Regions from separate parts of the Mus musculus genome. Here region 1 is linked to region 2. A link is a contact called in public Hi-C data. All regions are on one chromosome and are shown on one strand. The core of a region is the stretch at or near the end of the contact, and the rest is flanking DNA. Distances in the headings are between cores, read along the strand shown.

What was found. Hi-C and Micro-C count contacts between places; a contact is called where the count stands out from the background.
Region 1: a contact with region 2 is called in a Hi-C map of muscle stem cells, with 2.4 times the contacts expected there. The contact joins two enhancer-like sites. A contact is called at or near these places in 19 of 484 Hi-C or Micro-C datasets (the AML12 cell line, the G1E-ER4 cell line, the HL-1 cell line and 11 more) and 2 of 115 datasets of contacts at active chromatin or transcription factors (large pre-B cells and pancreatic cancer cells).

What each region holds. Positions count from the first base shown.
Region 1 is chr5:138,954,992-138,958,113 of GRCm38.p6, reverse strand. No RefSeq gene overlaps it. Among named protein-coding and RNA genes, the nearest start is that of Gm38726, 22 kb to the right of the region's middle. Within about 2 kb of position 1,648, at least 20 of the 459 cell types and tissues checked have an H3K27ac peak or open chromatin away from gene starts, as enhancers often do. A contact at or near this core is called in muscle stem cells, where this site is marked.
Region 2 is chr5:138,862,458-138,865,810 of GRCm38.p6, reverse strand. It overlaps the pseudogene Gm31891. Among named protein-coding and RNA genes, the nearest start is that of Gm30206, 39 kb to the right of the region's middle. Within about 2 kb of position 1,895, at least 39 of the 459 cell types and tissues checked have an H3K27ac peak or open chromatin away from gene starts, as enhancers often do. A contact at or near this core is called in muscle stem cells, where this site is marked.

The DNA.
Region 1 (3,122 bases), core at 399-2,898, 93 kb before region 2:
TCGTGGGGTGACTTGCTGTCCTAGTGAGAGGCAAGAGACACAACTGCAGACACGTGTGCATTCTCTCTCTCTCTCTCTCTCTCTCTCTCTCTCTCACTCACACACACACACACACACACACACACACACACAACTCTCAAACTCACACATGCACAAACATGGTCTGAACACACAGGCCCACAGATGGGGTGATGTATGCAAGCCCAGGGTCACCTGCTGTAGCTGGAGTGAAACCCAGAGCAGATTCCCTTGGAGGCTCAGTCAGCCTAGCTGACATCTCACTCTTGGGCCTCTGGCATCCAGGACACACACAAAAGTGTGCTCTCCAGGTCACCCCTTTGGTGGTAAGTTGTGGCACCTCGTAGCTCTGGACTCTGTAGGCAACAACCTGGCAGGGCTCCTGTGACCCAGTGCTGGTTGATGAACACGTCTGACATGTGGTTTTTTTTTTTCCCTGCACTGCCCAGTTCGGCAGCCAATGGCCACTGTTTCTACTGGGCACTTGATATGCGCTGGTACTATGTTCCATATAATATCAACTGGGGGCCCACATGTGGCTGATGGCTGTCATATTAGACAGGCAGCTTTAGAATCGCAAGCATCTCTATGACTGCTGAATCTCAGGATGATGGTCTATGTTCTCAGACACTCCCACCCCAGGGATACCAGCCAGGAAGTTTGCAAAATGTTACGTAGAGGAGAAGCGGTGCTCTGTGTCAGATCCTTGGGGTGCACTCCAGTGGCTTCTCTGACCCTGTCTATGCCCTCAACTTCTGGGTATCCCAGTAGAAGCCTCCAGTTGAGATGTAGTGAAATGACCTGACTTCCTCAATGCCCATCTTTCCCCAGTCTATTAGATCACAGGGTGGTGCAGAACACTGACTTTTAGGGTAAGCTGTTTCAGACCCTCATGAGTACCCACTTCCCAAGACTGACAAGAATGCGTGTTACACAGATTATACAAATCTTAACGAGTCTAACCATCCCTGCAAGCTGCAGTCATGCTGGGACTCCTTCGAGATTACATGACCACCAACCAGGAGGAGCTCCACATGTGGGGAAAGCCTGCACTGACTCTGGGAAGCCTGATGACGGTGTGACAGGGATGGTGGCACAGTGAGAGATGGTGGTGGGGATGGCACATATGGAGAGGTGGCAGTTGTGGGGACGTCATGAGGGAGTGATGGTTCTGATGCTGTGGTCATTGTGAGGAATACGTGTCACAGGATGGTTGTGAGGTGACAGCTGTGGGAGGTTGTAGTCGGCAGGGGTGACGGCTGTGACGAATGGTCATCAGGAGGTGGTGGAGGAGGAGGGACCGTGAGGATGTGATGGTTATGAGTTGGTGACAGTGTCTTGTATACAGTCAGTGCCCGAGGGCAGTCTATTGAACTGACAGTGTGCATGTGTGACAATCTGGAGCACCCAGAAAACCAGCCAGGCATCCAGAATTCCACAGGAGTGAGGCGGGCGAGCTGAGATGGGTGTTGAAACACATGTTCACAGCCAGCAGTGCACAGCTGTTTCCTCTTGTGGCTTCCACAGCCTCGGATGATTTGTTTTATTAGAGGAGAGTAGTGTTTGCTACCAACCGGCAGCCCCGGAGGCCCTGGGGAGGCCGACAGATGCCTGTGATGGCTGTGGGCTCAGCCGCTTTACTCTTTCTTTGTATGCAGATGGGTGAGGCTGTGGATCACTAGTCAACTTGGGCTGAGAGCCACATGTGCTCCAGCCTGATCTAGACTTTGGGGTGAGGGGACGCAAGGGAGCTTTCCTGAACATGGACAGAGTCAGGCCCACCATAGCCCACTGCCTTGGCCACATCTGTTCTGCAATGAGCATGGGTGAGGGAGGGGACCCAGTGGCTCTTCCAGCTGGGCTATTGGTTGGTTGTTAGCTCTGTCGCCAAAGTTTCAGTTGGGCACCCCAGACAAAACCCATCCCTGTGCAGGCTTCTGTGCCTTCAACTGACATGAGAAAGGATCATGCCCACCTGGCAGAGCTGGGTGTGTGGCGGGCTCCTAGTTACGTTGTGGGACCTCCAGAGTCAGACTTTCTAACGTGTCTGCAATCCCCCACGTGCAGCTCAGCAGGGGATGGAATATCATAAGCCCCGCCCCACGCACATCTAAGGCTTTAGGCTCTTCCTACAGCAGGTTGGGGTGAAGCTGGGCTAATAGGATTCGATGGTATGAATGAATGGGAAGAAACTCCGAAGGCTGGCTATTTCACTGGGAATCCAGACTTGGTACAGGAATAGTATTTGAATATTTAAATAAAAAGCAGGGTTTATGTATTACTATTATTTTTTATTATTAACCGTTATCGTTATTGTTGTTGATGGTGGTGGTGGTGATGTGTGTGTGTGTGTGTGTGTGTGTGTGTGTGTGACAGCATATATTTGGAGGTCAGAGGACAACTTTCAGGAGTTGGTTCTCTCCACTGTGGGTTCTGGGGATTGAGTTCAGGTTATCTGGTTTATGCAGCAAGTGACTTTACCTGCTGATCCATCTCACTGGCACCAAATTTAGAATTTAAATTTTCCCAGCCAGGCTTGGTGGTGCATGTCTGTAATCTCAGGTACTTGGGAGGGAGCTTGAGGTAAGTAGATCATCAATTCAAGACCTACCGAGTGTGTTCAAGGCCAGTGAGGGTGTCTAAAAAAGTAAAAAGAGGACTGAAGATCAAGCTTAACAGTAGAGCCCCTGCCTAGAATCCCCCAGTGAGGGGCTGGGGGCATGGCTCAGTGGTAGAAGTCCAGCCTAGAATCTCCCAGTGAGGGGCTGGGGTGTGACTCAGTGGTAGAGCCCCTGCCTAGAATCCCCCAGGGAGGGGCTGGGGGCGTGGCTCAGTGGTGGAGCCCCTGCCTAGAATCCCCCAGGGAGGGGCTGGGGGCGTGGCTCAGTGGTGGAGCCCCTGCCTAGAATCCCCCCTAGAATCCCCCAGGGAGGGCCTGGGGGCGTGGCTCAGTGGTAGAGCCCCTGCCTAGAATCCCCCAGGGAGGGGCTGGGGTGTGGCTCAGTGGTGGAGCCCCTGCCTAGAATCCCCCAGTGAGGGGCTGGAGGCATGGCTTAGTGGTAGAGGTCCAGCCTAGAATCTCCCAGTGAGGGGCTGGGGGCGTG
Region 2 (3,353 bases), core at 646-3,145:
CATCAGGGTAGACCACAGGCACCGCATGTCCAGAGCTAGTCTTCACAGCTGCTCTACAAAGTGCCTCTCAACTCCCTGTAGCCCTGGTGCCCCTCACCAGGCAGGAACCTCTGCCCTCCTGGATCCTGTCAGCTGTCCCTCAGTTCTTCTCTCTGAAGACTCTACCGACTCAGTTTCCTAGGACAGAGGGAAGCCTCTCTCCTGCTCTCCCCTGCTCCTGAGAAGGTACTGCCCTCACTCTGGGCTTTAGTCATTCAAGCCTGGGCAGGGGACCAGATCGAGACTGCCAGCTGTAGCCTGCTGCCTGGCTTTTGGCACAGGCTGCACACCTCTGATGGCTGCTGGAGGTTTTGGGGATGGCATCACATGACTTTGGATCTCCCAGGATTCAGAAAGCCCCAGTGGCATGGTAGCTTCTTTGGCGAGGACAGGTCAAGAACAGCTGCTATCCAGGGCAAACCTACAGCACCATTCTTCAACTTTGGATGATGCTACCAAGTCAATCAGTTTGTGTCTTCCTTACCTGGGTGGGCTGCCCCGTAACCACACAGAGAGGGTAGGCCTTAGGACTTAGAGCAGTGTTCTTTGTGCAGTGGAGTTGCCAGCTATGAGCGTGCAGGGCAGGGGTATTTCTGTTTCAGGAGCCAGCACAGGGCCAGGGTTTGAGGACCACATGGGGCTGGTAGGTGGAGCCTCCTTTCCTCCTCCAAATAAAGGCCCGCTCTCCTCACCCTGGGCTGAGCAGTAATGATTAACGTGGCTGGCTCTGTTCTCTTTGTTTCTGCTGGGCTGGGACTGTGGATGCGGGAAGTAGGGGACACACAGTCTCTCCCTGCTGCGCATGAATGCTGGGTTTATCTTCTCTTCAGGCTTCTCTGGTTTCAGCGCCTTATTTGTTCTGACATAGATGGGCTTTATCTCCAGTTCCTAATGGCCAATGGAACCCCAGATAGTTCCTCAGAGGCTCTGGCCCACTGTAGGTGTGCTGATGGGATTGACCATGCTGGGTCTCTGAGGAAGACACAGCCCACAAGGGTCCTTGTCTGTGTGACTCTGTCCGTTGTTTGTGCTCAAGGGAGGCAAGCAGACAGAGCAGAGCAAGAAAGCCTCCCTTAGCAAGGGGTGGAGGCCTTGGGGATAAAGACCTTTCAGAAAACCTTTGTACTGGGCACTCATCTGTGGTCATACTGGGTGCTCACCTGTGCTCATACTGGGTGCTCACCTGTGGTCATCCTGGATACTCATTCATTCACCTGGGACAAGTTGGTTCAGCAATTGCTAAACCATATTCAGTTGCTGCATAGGCTCTAGATGGTGGGGCCTGCTATTTTTCCTGAAAGAAATTTCTAGAAAGTACTTCCTCATACCCCTTTCTTTTTTGCTGGTCTCTGATCCAAGCCTCAGTAAGTTGGACATGTGCCCTGGTTTAGCTCTGGACAGAGTGGATGGAGCCCCAGGGCCTCTGGGGGCTGCAAGCTGGAGCTGCATCTGCCTGCCCATCTTGCCTTGTGTTTCCTCCCTGAGTCCCTACTGCTGTGCCCTAGTCTTCCCCCATACTCCCCCCAGGTCCCCCCACCCCCTGTCAGATTACTAGGCCTCCAGAAGCCTAAAGCCAGGGAACAATATGGCATAACCTGGCAGGTGTCACTGGAAGTCTGATTAGATTTTCTGCACAGCTGAGAATGTAAATATTGGTGAGAGTCGGAAGACCAAGTCATCTCTGGCAAGATATTACGTCATTCCAACACCTGCTCTGGACAGAGCTCTAAGGGCATGTGACCCACCTCATGGCTGGCATTGCCACAAGAAGCTGATAGGTGTTGCCATGAGGGACACAGTGTATGACCAGCTGCGTGTTTGCAGAGCTGGCAATACCGGCCACTAGGTCCCAGCATGGGACTCAGCAGGCCCAGCTGTCTCTGCCTGGACACTGGGCCAAACAGTGAGTTCTCTGGGCCCCCGGAACTTATCTTGAGTCAATAGAGACTCTGGGCAGCCACAGAGGCTGTTGACCAGGCCAGCAGACAAGAGTGGCATTCAGGTCCCTAGCTGGTTTCCAGTGAGCTCAGCTGCTCCACAGCTGGGGCCAGGGACGGCCTGCACCCCACCCGCCTGCTGGGCCTGTTTTCCTGCTGGTAAACAAGGAGCCTGGGAAGGGTCAGAGCTCTGGGCATCAGTGGAGCAAGGTCTTTATTATGTATAGCTACAGGCACCTGGGGGGAGGAAGCTGTGGTAGAACACAGAAATAGCCACACCATGGCACCTGTGGGAGGACAGTGGGCAGATTACCCTTTGAAGCAGGAACCATAGTGTAGTGACCAAGTCCTGCTCTGGGGGCTAGGGTTCTTCAAGATATCATTTGATGACTGAAAAAGTTGAGGAGGGGTCACTAGAACAGGCAAGAGCAAAGAGGATGTTCCCCTGAACCCTGAGGACTCACAACAAACCCCATACTGCCCTGTCCAAGCTTGTTGTAGGTCAGTAGGTAGAAGCGGGTCTCATTTCCTTGGGCAACCTTGAGTCTATGACAAAGCTGAGGACACACAATGAGGACCTATCAGACAGTCTGTCTGTTTATCTGGCCACACTGACCAGAGCCTTTCCAGATTGGGGAGTTATAGGAATGTCCTAGGGTCTCTTCTGACAGCTATGCAGTACCCAGGCAGAACCCACATGTCTCCTTTCTCTTCAGCCCTGAACTATTGGGCTGACATGCTGGGGGAAGGGAGCTAGAGGAAATGGGTGTAGCCTCACCTGGTGGACATGGTTTGTGTTCAGGGTGTCTGATTTGCTTCGAAGCGATCCAGAGCTGGGGGTGCCCAATGGGCAGGGACATAATGCTGGAAACTTTTCAAGTTTGTGTTCTGTTACTGTGACAAACACCATGACCAAAGCAAGATAGGCAGGAGAGAGTTTATTTGGCTCAGACTTCCAGGTCACAATCCATCACTGAGAGAAGTCAAGTAAGGGACCTGGAGGCAGAAACAATGGAAGAACACTGCTTGTTGGTTTGCTCTTATTAGTGTTTTTATACAGCCTATGGCCACCTGCCTAGGAAGTGGTGCCGCCCACAGTGGGGTGGGCCCTCCTACACCAACTAAGACACATTAACATTACACTACTACATCACATTAACCCACAGTCGTGTGCACAGGCCAGCTTATTAAGATAGTTACTCAACTGGCATTCTTCTCGAGTGATTCCAGACCATGTCAAGATGACAGCTAAGGCTGACTAAGACAGGGACCCTCACTGCAAGCTGACCCTGGGAGTACAGTCAGGAGTCTTTATCTCGTTACTCTCTGGACTCTGTGGTGGTTCACCCTGCTTTGTGTCCCTAAAGCTCAGCATGG